Regions from separate parts of the Gossypium arboreum genome. Here region 2 is linked to region 1. The links are chromatin contacts, called in public Hi-C maps. All regions are on one chromosome and are shown on one strand. The core of a region is the stretch at or near the end of the contact, and the rest is flanking DNA. Distances in the headings are between cores, read along the strand shown. Region 1 has its middle 39 kb from the start of LOC128294219. Region 2 holds the start of LOC108486785 (two-pore potassium channel 3).

Region 1 (6,974 bases), core at 3,561-6,060:
AATTTATGAGAGGGCACATATAGCCTTAGTTGAGCCAACCTGTTTTGAAGAGGCTGTGAAGCATGAAGGCTGGAAACAGGCAATGGCAGATGAAATTGCCATGATCGAGAAGAACCAGACTTGGAAGCTGGTTGAGAAGCCTGCTAACAGGAAGATTATTGGAGTAAAATGGGTCTACAAGGCCAAGCAGAATGCTGATGGAAGTCTGAATAAACTGAAGGCTAGACTTGTGGTAAAAGGATTCAGTCAAAAATATGGACTCGATTACTTTGAAACATATGCTCCTGTTGCCAGATTGGATACAATTAGGCTGATTGTTGGATTGGCTGCTCATATGCAGTGGAATGTCTATCAACTAGTTGTGAAATCGGCCTTTCTAAATGGAATCCTTGAAGAGGAAATTTATGTCGAGCAACCAGAGGGATTTGAAGTACCTGGCAAGGAAGACTGGGTTTACAAACTAAGAAAGGCCTTATATGGCCTAAACCAAGCACCCAGAGCATGGTATGCTAGAATTGACTCTTATCTGCTTAGTTTGAAGTTTGAGAGAAGTGCAGTAAACAAGCTATTTGGCTGAGGAAAATCTTAGCTGATTTGAACTTATCTCAAGTAGAAGCAACAGAGATACTTTGTGACAATAAATCTGCTGTTGCAATTGCAAAGAACCCTGTCTTCTATGGTAGAACTAAGCACTTTGACATAAAGCTGCATGTGATAAGGGAGATGGAGCAAGCTTGTGAAATAAAGCTGGTTCATTGCAATTCGGAGGATCAAATTGCTGATATCTTGACCAAGGGTCTTGGTGTGTCGAGATTCAACAAGTTAAGGAAGCTCATGGGAGTTTGCAGCATGGAGCTCAAGGAGGAGTGTTGAAGCTGATCTCCATGTAGCTGGTATGAAGCAAATGTAGCTGGAAGTTGGCCATGCAAGCTCGTGACAAGCATGCAGCAACCTTGGTTTTGTGTTGCTGTTAGATTTGAACTAATATTTTGTTCATTTTGAAGTCTAGTTTGCTATAAGCTTTTTGATTGATGTAATTTGATGTTGATGGAGTCATTAACCACTTTGTGTTAATGTACAAGTTAAGTTTTTGTTAGTTGGAAAGCTTAGTGGAAGTAGGTGTATGTTTAGGTAGAAATTTGACTTGTAAGTTTTTTTTATTTTGATATATATAATGGCAATCATTTATGATGGATGTATGAAAAAATACAATTCTTTTTCATCAATACTCTCAACTATTCTTCATGCTCCTTCTTTCTTTGCTTTAGTTCGTTCTTGTTTTCCTTCCAATTTCGCTCTTAAAGCTTGAACTTGAAGAATTTTTCCTTCATTCTTTACCGGGTATATTACGTTGTCTTTGGTGCTCGCTTTGCAACTCTTACTTTACCCGGTTAAAGTACTCTCAAACTCCAACAGGTTTAATGAGCTAGGCAATATGTGTGAATGAGGCAAGCTTGAAGTTGAAGAAGCTTATGAGCAATTTAAGGAATTCGAGGATCAGATGGTAATGGAATACGGAAAGATGATGGAAGCTGAGGTCCCACCAAAATTTGATGAGATGGCTGTACCGGACCTAAAAAAGAACTTGGATGATCCACCTGGTGAGGGACCAATCCTTAGGTGGCAAACTCGGGCGGTGTTTGCTCCTCGTGGTGATGCGTGGCATCCCAAAAACAGAAAAAGTAAGTATGTCTGTTACAGTGAAATAGCTCGAGCTTTCCGCCGGTTACGAGAGCTTGTTGGAAAGAGACACCATCCAGGCAAAGATGAACTTACAATTCCTAGTGAGAGGTAAAGATGAACTTGTTCTTTGCACTTGTGGGTAAATTTATTTATTTTTTCTTCATTTTTAAAGGTTTGACCAGCATATCTTTGGTTATATTAAGGTCACGTGATTGGATTGCTCAAATGATTGGCTTTGCAATCAAAACTGTAACATTTTAGGTAATTTGGAAGCCATTTTTGGATGGAATAAATACCAAATTCAACACTTTGCCTCATAAAATCAGTTCCACACACCCATTGCAGGCCACTCACATGTGCCCATACTCTACCCACAAACCACGAAAAAAAAAAAACTATGCTTCAAACTCATAATGATTTTTTTTACTTATAAAATTTAAATTAATTAATTTAATTATAAATCTATTAAATATTTTAAAATTTTAATTATTAATTTATTTGATTCAAAAATAGTTAATTAATTGAATTAACTGATGAACCGAAATTAATAATAATTGAGAAGTATTCAAATCACCTAAGGTTTGATAAAAAATACATTGACAACTTTACCCTTCAATAATTAATTATCATTCTATTTATTTTTGTTATTTTTTAATTTTATATTCAATTAAAAATAATAAAAATCTAATTAATTATAAAAAATAATTTAATTGAAGTTATGAGTACAATCAAAATTAGAATTACAAGGAATACATCCGACCAACTATAACAAAAAATCAACACTACTAGAATGATAACCAAACTATATTCAAATCTAGATAATAATAAATATATACAAGACCCATATATAGTGACAATAAATATGAACTCATATGGTTTCACAAAATGAAAAAGTGAGGCTCAAACTTAAGATCTTAAAGTTCTCACGTCTTAAACTTGCTATTAAGTTAAAGCCTCATTGGCAGTAATTTTTTTTTTTTGAAAAGAAAAAACTACTACTAGTAATCATTTTTTATTTTTGTCGCTCTCTAACTTTTTGAAAAATAATTCTTATGTGAACACATGTTAAATATTTAAATTTTAATTTAATTATATGTATATATTAACTTTGGGATAAATTTTCTTCCTTTATATTTTAATCAATTTCTTTTACATTAGAACTTTCAAAATAATGGTAACTAATTAATTTTACATTAAAATGATTTAACAAATTCTCAAGGTTAATATATGATTGCAAGAAATATAAATCAAAATACTCATCTCATCTCATCTCTTAATCATGAGATTAGGGATTCAATTCTTACCCATAGAATGAAGCACATTTTAGGGTTAACTACTTATCTATTTGGAGAGCACCCACGATGATGGATACCTTGATTTTGACTAAAAAAATTCTTTTTATTTACTGGATATTTCTTTAAATTACCATAAGAACATTATAAATGGTAAAAGTGAGATTGATCGGTTCAATTTTTTTAACTAGATCAAGGTATTCAATTTTTTATTTTTCAAATAAAAATCGAACCGATGAATATAAGAAACTAGTTAATCAGAACGTACTAAGTCAGTTCGGATTTTGGATTTTCATATTGTTTTTAAGCTTTTAGACTTTATTTAGACAAAATTGCCTTTGGATTTGGAATTTTCAATTTTAATTAAATAAAACTATCTTTGTTTTGTGTTTCTTAAACACTATTAGATAATTTTATTTTTTTCAATTATACATAAAATATCAATTAATATATTTATGCTTATTAAAAATCTAATTAAACATTGATTTAATCATTCCCAATTTTCTCGATTATAGTCAAATATTAAATTATTTGTAATTTACAATTTTAATGTATAATGAGAGAAAAAATAATAAAAGTTTTAAAAGTTTTAACAATAATAATAATAGAACACAATACATAATAAGTAAAAGAGAGATAAACATTTGAACTCTTGAAATTTTAACAACAATAATAAATAAGCAATGAACTCGTGACAGATTGTTGAAATTAAATTTAGAATTTATTTTTATTTTTTATTTAATTATAGAATTTAGAAGAAATGAGTTTTGTTTTGGGTTTTAAGTGGATTTATATATTAAGCTTATATGTTTAAAAAAATATTAGGCTTGTCTAAAATACAATGGTCTTTCCTTTTAGTGAAGAAAGGGTTTCTGAAACTCGATCGTCTCTTGATTAGGAAACGAAAAAAGTTAGACTTAAAGATGGTGAAGGTGATGAGGATGTTGATATGTTCGTGGACTTGGAACCGAGGCCAAAGGTATCCTAGAAACATAAGTTGATTGGAACAAGGTTTTCTAACCATGAGGAGGTTAATAGACGTACAAAAGGTGATAGTGTTGAAGATATCGAGTTTCTAGAAGAAGATGTTATAAAACTATGGTCAATGGAATCCCAACTATAGAATTCTCACATCGTATCCAAAAGATCCTTTTTTAAAGAAATGGTGACAACGGTTGCGCTAAAGTTACTAGGCGAAATATTGGATACACAACCCTTCATAATCGGATCAGTAGCCTTTGGCGACCATCAAAACCAATTCACCTAATGGACATTGAATACGGGTATTTTTTGGAAAAATTCCAGTGTATGGAAGATTTTACCAAATTCCTTTCATAAGGACCATGGATTATTTATGATCAATACCTTACTGTGCAGCCATGGACCAAATATTTCGACTCCAAAAAACCTTGCCCGAGTGTGGTTCTGGCATGGATCAGATTACCGGGTCTTCCAGAATTTATGTATAAAAGGAGAATTCGGGAAGCAGTTGGCGGTTTGGTGGGCAAGGTAGCCCAGCTTGATTTCAACGTAGATAGCAAAATCAGACCTTGTTTTGCTAGAATGGTTGTTTTTCGTAAATCTTGATAGACCATTGGTGTCTCGAATATGGGTGAGAGGAGAATAACAGCAGGTAGAATATGAAACTTTGTCGACCATTTGATTTTCGTGTGGCAATTACGGACACTTGAAAGAGATGTGCCCAGCACCGGTGGGGAAGTCGAATAATGTGAAGGAAAAAACCAGTGGGACTTTGGGATCGTCTGAGCCGGTTAACTGTAATGAGGAGGCGACGTACGAGCCTTGGATGGTGGTGGAGCGGAGAAATGGGCGGGGGCAGAAAAAAATGCGGAATCAAAGGGAAGGGGTTTCAAAAAAAGTAAGTTCAGGATCGAGATTTCTGGCCCTAAATGATTTAGAAACTCTGGAGAAAGATAATGGTGCTGTAAATGAGGCAATGTCGGGTAAATCTGGAGCTAAAATCAGGTGATTTAATAAATCTGTTTCAAAAACCTTGGGGAAAGGAGCCTCTATTTTAAATAATGGAGGTGTTGGATCTGTGAAAGAGCCAAGAAGTGGGGTGGGTCAGAGCCTGTTAGTAAATGGACCAAGGCTTGGTGGGTCTTGTAGGGAATGAATAACAATGTTGGACCAGCATCAGGTTGGTGGTGGACTTGGCCCATATAAAAACAGTGCAGGCCATTTAGTTAATATGGAAAATGGGCTTTTGGCAATGGAGAATATTGAATTTGGGGAAAGTAAGGGGGAGATTAAGACTTGGGCTTGAGGACCGTTGGGAGCACTACTTTAGACATAGCAATTCGGCAGGCTAAGATTGGTTTTTTGTTGATTGTTGGGTAGGGACCTGGTATTGGTGGGATTAGTTCAGTTAAAAAAAATTTCGGGGTGGGTCGTGATTATTTCTGACCCAAAAGAGCAACAAAATGAATCAGGCATGGACGTGGCAAATTTAGACGTTAATGGGCAGCTGGGTAATTTATTAAAGGCCCTCTTTAATTGTTCTAATTTTTCTAATGAATCCCTTAATACCACTACACACTTTAATCCAACCTTTGAAGAATAGGAGGGGAAGATGGTGGTCTCATATAATTCTAAACTTGACCTAGGAAAACACTCAGTTGTTGTCTTCAAGGAAAATGCTAATCCAAATAATGGAGAAGCTTTGGGGGATGATATAACAAAAGAGAGTGGGAAAAATTTTTCTTTTTTCAAAACTTAGGGTTCAGGTGATAAAGGCGGTTCGAGCCGAAATGGACAAAGGGCTAGAGGCTTTCAAAGGAAATCATACATCAGGGTCGGGGAACTCCAAGCAGTAAGGTTGGTATCAATCCTATTTTTATTTTTTATGGATTTGATAGTTTTCTCCTAGAATTGTCAAGGATGTGCTAGTTTGAAATTTTCTCACATTTTCCTTGTGTACAGTAGAAAACATAAGCTTGATATTGTTAACTTATTGGAGACGAAGGTTAATGGCTTTAAAGTAAAAAAGATTATAGCTAGCTTTGGTTTTCATTATTTTCACCGGGTAAAAGCTATCAATTTTTCGAGAGGTATTTGGGTCAGATTGGACTTAATATATGTTAAGATTATCCGTAGTAATCTCCAATTCATTTGCATTCGGGTTCTGAAAGGAAATTCTACCTTGTAACAGCCCAATTTCATTGGTGTCAAAAACAGTGGTTTCGGGACCACAATTCCAACTAATGAGTTTTTTTTAATATTTATTTAATGCCTGAGGGATTATCTTAAGGTCGTATTAAAGTTTCGTTAAGAAATTTTAAAGTTTAAATGGTTAATTATGTAAAAAAGACTAAATCGTAAAGGTTGCAAAAGTTGGTATCTATTAGTTAAATGGGTTAAATGGCTATGGAAAGGTAAATTTGTAATACTCCACACTCGTGCCCTATGCCAGGACAGAATACAAGGCATTACTAAACTTAAACACATGCATTCAAACATTTCCGAGTCATCAAGACTTGATCAAATTTAAAACTTTTTCGAACTTTGTTTAAACTCCTTAATATGGGCCTACGATGTTTCAAACATTCATTAGAAGCCGTTCGCAATCAACTCGGGTCCTTAAACCGACTTAATACAGATGACCCTTGAAACAGGGTACACGCCCGTGTGGAAGGGCAACACGCCCGTGTGGCTATTATGACATGGCCGTGCTAATGGCCCATGTGGTTCACACGGCCTAAGCACAAGGGGACACGCCCGTGCCCTGAGCCCATGTGAATTAAATTCTAAATTTGAACCTACAGGGTTTTCACACGGCTTGACACACGCCGTGTTTATAGCCCGTGTCCCTCACACGGCCATGACACGCCCATGTCCTAGCTCGTGTCTAAAAACCTTGACATTCTGTTGCAGTCGTCAGCATCTAATAAGGGGTACACGGCTAAGGCACACGCCCGTGGCCAGAGGCCGTGTCCTCCACACTACTGAGACACACGGTCGTGTCCCTGTCCATGTGTT
Region 2 (6,717 bases), core at 44-2,543, 69 kb after region 1:
CAACTGTAGTGACCGACATAACAGAAAGATAAAAAGCATCCAACCACCCAAGCCTCTCAACAAAATGCATAACACCAACACCAATTCCAATACAAAGAACCACAACTCCTAATGCCAATCCCACCTTCATTCTTATCCTCATCCTCCCCTTTTTGACATCAATTATATAAGATCTCGCAGAGTCCTTCTTTTGACCCTCATGTTCAACAGTTCTCAACAAATAACTCTCCTGCAAATCAAGTACATAGCTAACCATCCCACTAAGCAAAATATCAATAAAACCGAATCCGACCAACACAAATAATATTGAAAACAACTTGGTTGCCACACTATTAGGGATAATATCACCGTATCCAATTGTGCACATTGTCACAATACAAAAATACAATGCATCGACAACCGGGTGAGTTTCATTACCCAAGAAATTATGCCTATTAAACCAAAAGATAACAACACCCAAAGTTAAATACAAGACTAAAAGCACAAAAGCTTGTCTTACAATGGATTGAGACCCCAGTTGAGGTTTGGGAATTGAAGAGCGGATGACATCATTTAAAACAGCCATGGCAGGTGCCGTTTTGGACCTGTGAAGATTGGATTTTTCCCATATGAAATCTGGGTCAATTAACCATGAAGCTGGTGCTGGAGTGGGTGAATTAAGTTGGGTTGGCTGCAAAAGAGGGTCTTGGAGATTTACAACAGTGTCTTGAGGAGGAGAAGAAGAAGAAGAAGGTCGGGGGGATTGAAGAGATGAAGCTAAGGCATCAAAGATGGGAGAAGAATCAATGGGAGAAAAGGAAGAAGGAGGAGGAGAAGGACCAAAGATGAGTCTATCTTTAAGCTCAGATGGAGTTAAAGAGACAGGGAGAGAGACTTCATCGTGTTCAGGGAGGGGAAAGAGAGGTGTGGGCGGCGTTGGTTTCTTCCGGGGACTTGCATACAGAAGCAAAGGATCATTTTCCATTGTCTGAAGAAACAAAAAGATTCGGGGGGGGGGGATTTATTTCTGGGATTGCGATGTATGAAGGAGATAAAGACAAAGGAAAGAAACTAGTGGTAGAAAAAAAATCTCAAGTGAACAAAGGAACAAGATGAGTGGTTTTTCAAGTACATCCGTTCCGTATGAGCAAATAGAGGAGAGATTGCGCGTATAATTGTGATGGTGTTTTGTGTCTACAACATACAACATGGACGAGGGAGAACTTGAGAAAGTCTTCTACTCTCTTGCCTTTTGGGAATTTTTTTTCATTTTAAAAAAAAATACAAATTATTCCTTTTAACCACTTATGCTATTCACTGAACCACCTCCAATCATTTATTTAAATGTATTATTATTAATATAATTTTCTTCTTTTTGTTGTTCAAAAAAAGAAGCTGCCAATGATTCAAATGAAGAAAGTGTCGAGGGAAAAACGGCTGTGGTGGCAATCCAGGGGATGTTTGATTGGGCCGCCATGCCAAGTGCCAACCCAACACACTGAATACAAATTTTGATCAAGTTCCAAGTATTCTGTGATATTTGAAATATTTATGTATTGTGGGCTCAAATATTCTTATTTATAAAAATTTTTATTAAAAAATTTGAAGAATTTTACGTTACCAATGTCAAAAGTATTGGGGTTCACCAAATATATTAAGGCCAGTTCAGTGTCACTCGGGCTTTCGAATGACCAACCCAGGATTGGGCTCGGCTTTTTCTACAAGCCCCATATAAGTCTTCGATTATGAGATTTAAAGCAGGGTCCACCTTCGGCAGATTTATGTAAATATGTTGAAAAAAAATCAACAAACTATCTTGATTTTTTAAAAATTTATCGATTTATATTATTTTTGAAGAGAGAAAAAAAAGTGTCTTGCAAGATGCGTTTTCTTTACCACATCAATGAAAAAACGTCTTGTAAGACGCGTTTTCCTTTCAACGATAATTTTTCCAACAGCTATAAAATTTCCTATATAAGTCCCTCCAAACTTCATTCTTTTCGACCAAATATTCAATACTCATTCTTCCATTCTCAATTTTTAATCGCCAATTTTCAATTTTTTCTAATTTTCCCAAATTGTATACTTTATTTTACATCCCAAATGTATATTTATTTACAATATACAAAACTTGTTTATTAAATTGGTTTGTTTTGTATCATATCATATTGTGAGTTTAAAATTTACAATTATTTATGTTAGTTTTTCATTTAAGTTTTTCTCTATTCATTTGTTCACCCTAATATTTTAAGAAAGGAAAGAATAGAATGTCAATACGGAAAAAAATTAAAACTTTCACTTGCGTATTGTAATATATCTTACTTCAATAATTAATATTAACATACACTTTACAAAAAAAAATGGCATGAATAAATGAATAAGTTTGTGTTTTCACTATATGAGTTAGTGTTTTAATTAGCTTTTCTCCTCGATGCTCCCGAGTTGTGTGGACATGTTGGCTTCGTATGCCTTGGGTTCCTACAATAATCACATAACCTCTGTGTGTCTCCCCGCTCCTGAATATCGATATTGCCTCATATCCGAGTTGAGTTTGCTCAACCTTTCGGCTTGCACTGAGAGTTCTTATCTAGTACCAACTCGAAAGGAGCGTGCGAGTTAGGCAGCCACATGCTTTCATCTGAGATAGGTGGGAATTCAAATTTCCAAACATTACACACGCTTTCAAGTTTGTAAAATTCATCAACGTAGGTCATTTATATGTTCCAAGGCAGATGCCACAATTACATGTTTGCATGAATAACGAAGTGCTTAAAATCTCCCACAGTCACAAGTCATTTGTCTCTGGTCTGTATAGTACGCTCCATCGATAACTCCACGGTCGGGTTTATGGGGCTACTTAACTCGGAAGATTAGATTTGGCCATAAGTGACACACTAAAGTTATTGAGTTCGTAATTTCTACATTTTCCCCAATATCGTTCAGCACCGACTTACACCAAACGTGACCGCCCTTTATCTGTCCCAGGTATGTTTAACCTACTTTGGCAATAATGCTACTAATCGAAAATGCATTTCCTTGACCATCGAGGTTACAGGCATATTACGCATCCCTTTCAATACGGAATTAATGCATTTCGATAGGTTCGTGTTCATGTGTCTATATCATAGTCCTCCATCATATGATTGCGTCCACTGCTCCTTCGGTATCCCATCAAGGTACTCCGCACCCGATTAGCTTAGAGCCCGTAGTCTCTCCAACATTTCATAGAATCGATGTCAAACAAGCTCATACCCTATCGATGACAATCAATAATGCATTCAATAAAAGTGACCCAAATGTATATCTTAAATTATTTTACAAGAAACCAATTTTATGCACAACGTACCTATGTTAATGACAAGTTGCTGCTCCACATCCTTAAGGTATCGACCTATGTAGTTAGACCCTATGTGATGCAAAAAATACCTATGGTGTGCACGATCTCATATGTTTGAACGTCAATCTAGCACAAACTGTATTTCGGTGCACCTGTCGAAAATGATGCATACATCGAGTTGTGGCACAACATGCCTTCTCAAGTTAGTTAAGAAGAAATCTCAGTCACCACCGGATTCTTCCGGAGTTATTGCAAAAGATGTTGGAAGGATTCTTTGGTTACCATCCTATACAACAACTAATAAGAACTTATGCTCGTATCTTTCGTATAGCAATATGTCGTCAATTTGTAAAATTGGCTTACAGTACCAGAATGCAGTTACACTGTAACACCTCTAACTCGTATCTATCGTCGGATTAGGGTTACAAAGTATTATCGATCAGCCGAAAGCCATGCATCATAATATTTTTCAAAAACTTAAACATATCATAAACTATTTATATACATGCATATTGTCCCTAAATTGAGCTCTCGAGGCCCTAAAAATATCTTAGAAGCAAATCGGGACAAATTGGAAACAATTTTAAAAGTTTACGAAAAAGATGCAAAATTTTGCAAAGAATAGGTCACACAGTTGAGACACACGTCCTTGTCTCAAGCTGTATAACTTTCGAACTAGGGACACACAGTCATGTCCCAGCCTGTGTGACAGGCCATGTAACTCTCTGAGTTGCCCCACACGGCCGTGTGCCAGGCCGTGTGTCTTATACGACTGAGTCACATGCCCATGTCTCAGGCTGTGTGGACTAAAAAATTCACCTAAAATCAAGTTGTTTCCTAACCAATTCATACATAAACTTTGAATCCATTGTGCACACTTTCAAGGTACTAAAGCATAATTCAAATACACAATATCATGCCAACTCAATCAACTTAATTATCTAACCAATATGCAATTCAAAGGCACCACAATTACATCCAAACACTATTTACAAAAACAAGTTAATATTACTTAATTCCATGCATAAAGACCTAATTCCTTTATGTACTTAACCACAACATAAATAACCATTACCAAGCCAACATCTCATACCAAGAGACCATGCACATCATTTACCTAAAAGTGATCAAAGAAACTTAACTTAACAAGAATTATAAGTCCATCAACCATACATAAACACCAAGGCTCAAACTTACCAAATTGCCATTTACACTTTCACTAAATACCATTTCAAACATCCAAAACATGTTAATTTTGTCATTTCCATACATACTAACCTAGTTCAAATATGAACTAAATCATGTCACAAGCAACCATTTTCAAGCCATTATCAACATGCCAAGAGAACCTTATACACAAGCACTTTAAAGTAACCAAAATCACATAACTTGGTAAGGCATCAAGGTATACCAAACCAATATAGCTTACCAAAGCTTATACATACCAAAACACCATTAACACATGCACCATAATACCATTTACAGATCACCCCATACATGTCATTATAAACATTAGTCGAATTACTCAAAAACTACCGAATTGTCTACTAGATAGTGTGATATATCTCCGACAAACTTTTAACCGATCGAGCTTCCGATAATTTGTAAAACAAAGGATAATAACTACGTAAGCAATGAATGCTTAATAAGCCCATACAAACTTTAAACATAACATACCATTTCAATAATGAACTTTATAGAATAAATATAAATCTTTACCAATGTCATAAGCTTAATAAAATCTTATATAACACCATCAAACTCACAAGTTAGCATACTTGTTCATGATACATATGAAATCAACCACGTATATAAACATAACCTTTAATTCATCATCGTTAACATAGGATCATGTTTCATTCTATTTGCTTACTTATCGTTTCCAATACTGTAACACTCCTAACCTGTATCCGTTGCCGGAATAAGGTTATGAGGAATTACTTGACTGAACAAAACTTCTATAAGGTCAAAGATACTCACTATTAAAACATAACCGAATATCTAATAACAAATTAACTACTGTCAAGTTATAACTAAAACATTTCACCACATTAGTTCAATTATAAGGCTTCTCTAAACAAAATGAGCAAGCCATCTTCGCATGGCTATAATGTATACAAGGTCGAAATATCATTCTACCTATAGTCTATCCTATACATGCCTTAAACCATGATGATATACAATCTTCTCAACTCACATAATGACTCGATAGTGTGATGATATCTCCGGCCCTTCCAACTCGAGCTAAAGTATAAACCTATAAGAAATGGAAAAGAGAACACGGAGTAAGCTTCAATGCTTAGTAAGTTTTAAGCAATGCAAACAATTAATTTACTTGTAGATCGATTATTTCAAATTTTTAAGAAATCATTCCTAGATAATTGCCATTTTGGCCAAGTATCCATGAACATAATGCATATTTAGCAAATTCACCTCACTTGAATCTGAACTCAATTAAAACCAAATATTTAAATCACAAATAAGATCATAAGAACTCGAAAAGCATCTCATTAACAAGTTTTAACCATGTTTGCAACAAAATCACAAATTCACTACAAGCTGTCTTCCTGAGCAATAGTCACTAAATTATTTATAACTGGAGATAAAAAACTCTAAATCAAGTGCCGTTAATTTTCCCTGAAATTAGACTCATATATATTCCATCCATCAAATTTTCAGAATTTTTGGTTTGACCAATCAATACCAGATTTTTATTGCAGTTTCCCCTATTTCACTATTTGACTATTCTGACCACTCTTCACTACGAATCAATTTTCTCATTATAAATAATTCGAAATATGTTATCATTTATTTTATTTGAAACTAGACTCTTTAAGGAGTCTAAGGATATAAATTTTATCTTATAACCATTTTTGTACCATTTATAATGATTTTATGAAAACAGAACAGGGGACCTCGAAGTCATTTTGACTCTATTCCACGCCACTTCAAATATCTCATTATTGGAAATTCTTTTGCTCACACGGTTTCTTTTATAAGAAACTAGACTCATTAAGATTTCATGACATGATTTATTCAGCTTCTAACTCAACTTCCACGATTTATGGTGATTTTTCGAAATCACGTTACTGCTGCTGTCCTAAGCAGATTTATTACCCATTCTTGCATTCATGTTATTTAACATGTATATCACCAAATCAATCTCATATAACCTTTCACCATAACCGAATACACATATGAGATTTTCACATATACTTCTCATTTCTCAATCATGATTCAATTCCGATCAATCTAACATATAAAAGTATATAATACATACCTGATCAACTTAATGTATTTGACATATTCAATGGTAGTTTACTACGAACATTCGAAATCATAATCTTACTCCAATCATCGGCGTTAAGTCTGCTAGGTTTAAAACCCAAATCCAATCACCA

Evidence for each region. A called contact is a pair of places that touch in the nucleus more often than the background predicts.
Region 2: a Hi-C map of leaf shows a contact between it and region 1, with 2.5 times the contacts expected there. The contact joins the promoter of LOC108486785 here to the enhancer-like site in region 1. A contact is called at or near these places in 2 of 5 Hi-C or Micro-C datasets (both in leaf).

What each region holds. Positions count from the first base shown.
Region 1 is chr6:23,345,416-23,352,389 of ASM2569848v2, forward strand. No RefSeq gene overlaps it. Among protein-coding and RNA genes, the nearest start is that of LOC128294219, 39 kb to the left of the region's middle. Within about 2 kb of position 4,811, at least 2 of the 2 cell types and tissues checked have an H3K27ac peak or open chromatin away from gene starts, as enhancers often do. A contact at or near this core is called in leaf, where this site is marked.
Region 2 is chr6:23,417,467-23,424,183 of ASM2569848v2, forward strand. It overlaps LOC108486785 (two-pore potassium channel 3), which reads right to left and starts at 1,294. Exons shown (of 3, transcript XM_017791013.2): 1 at 1-1,294. The coding sequence starts at 964.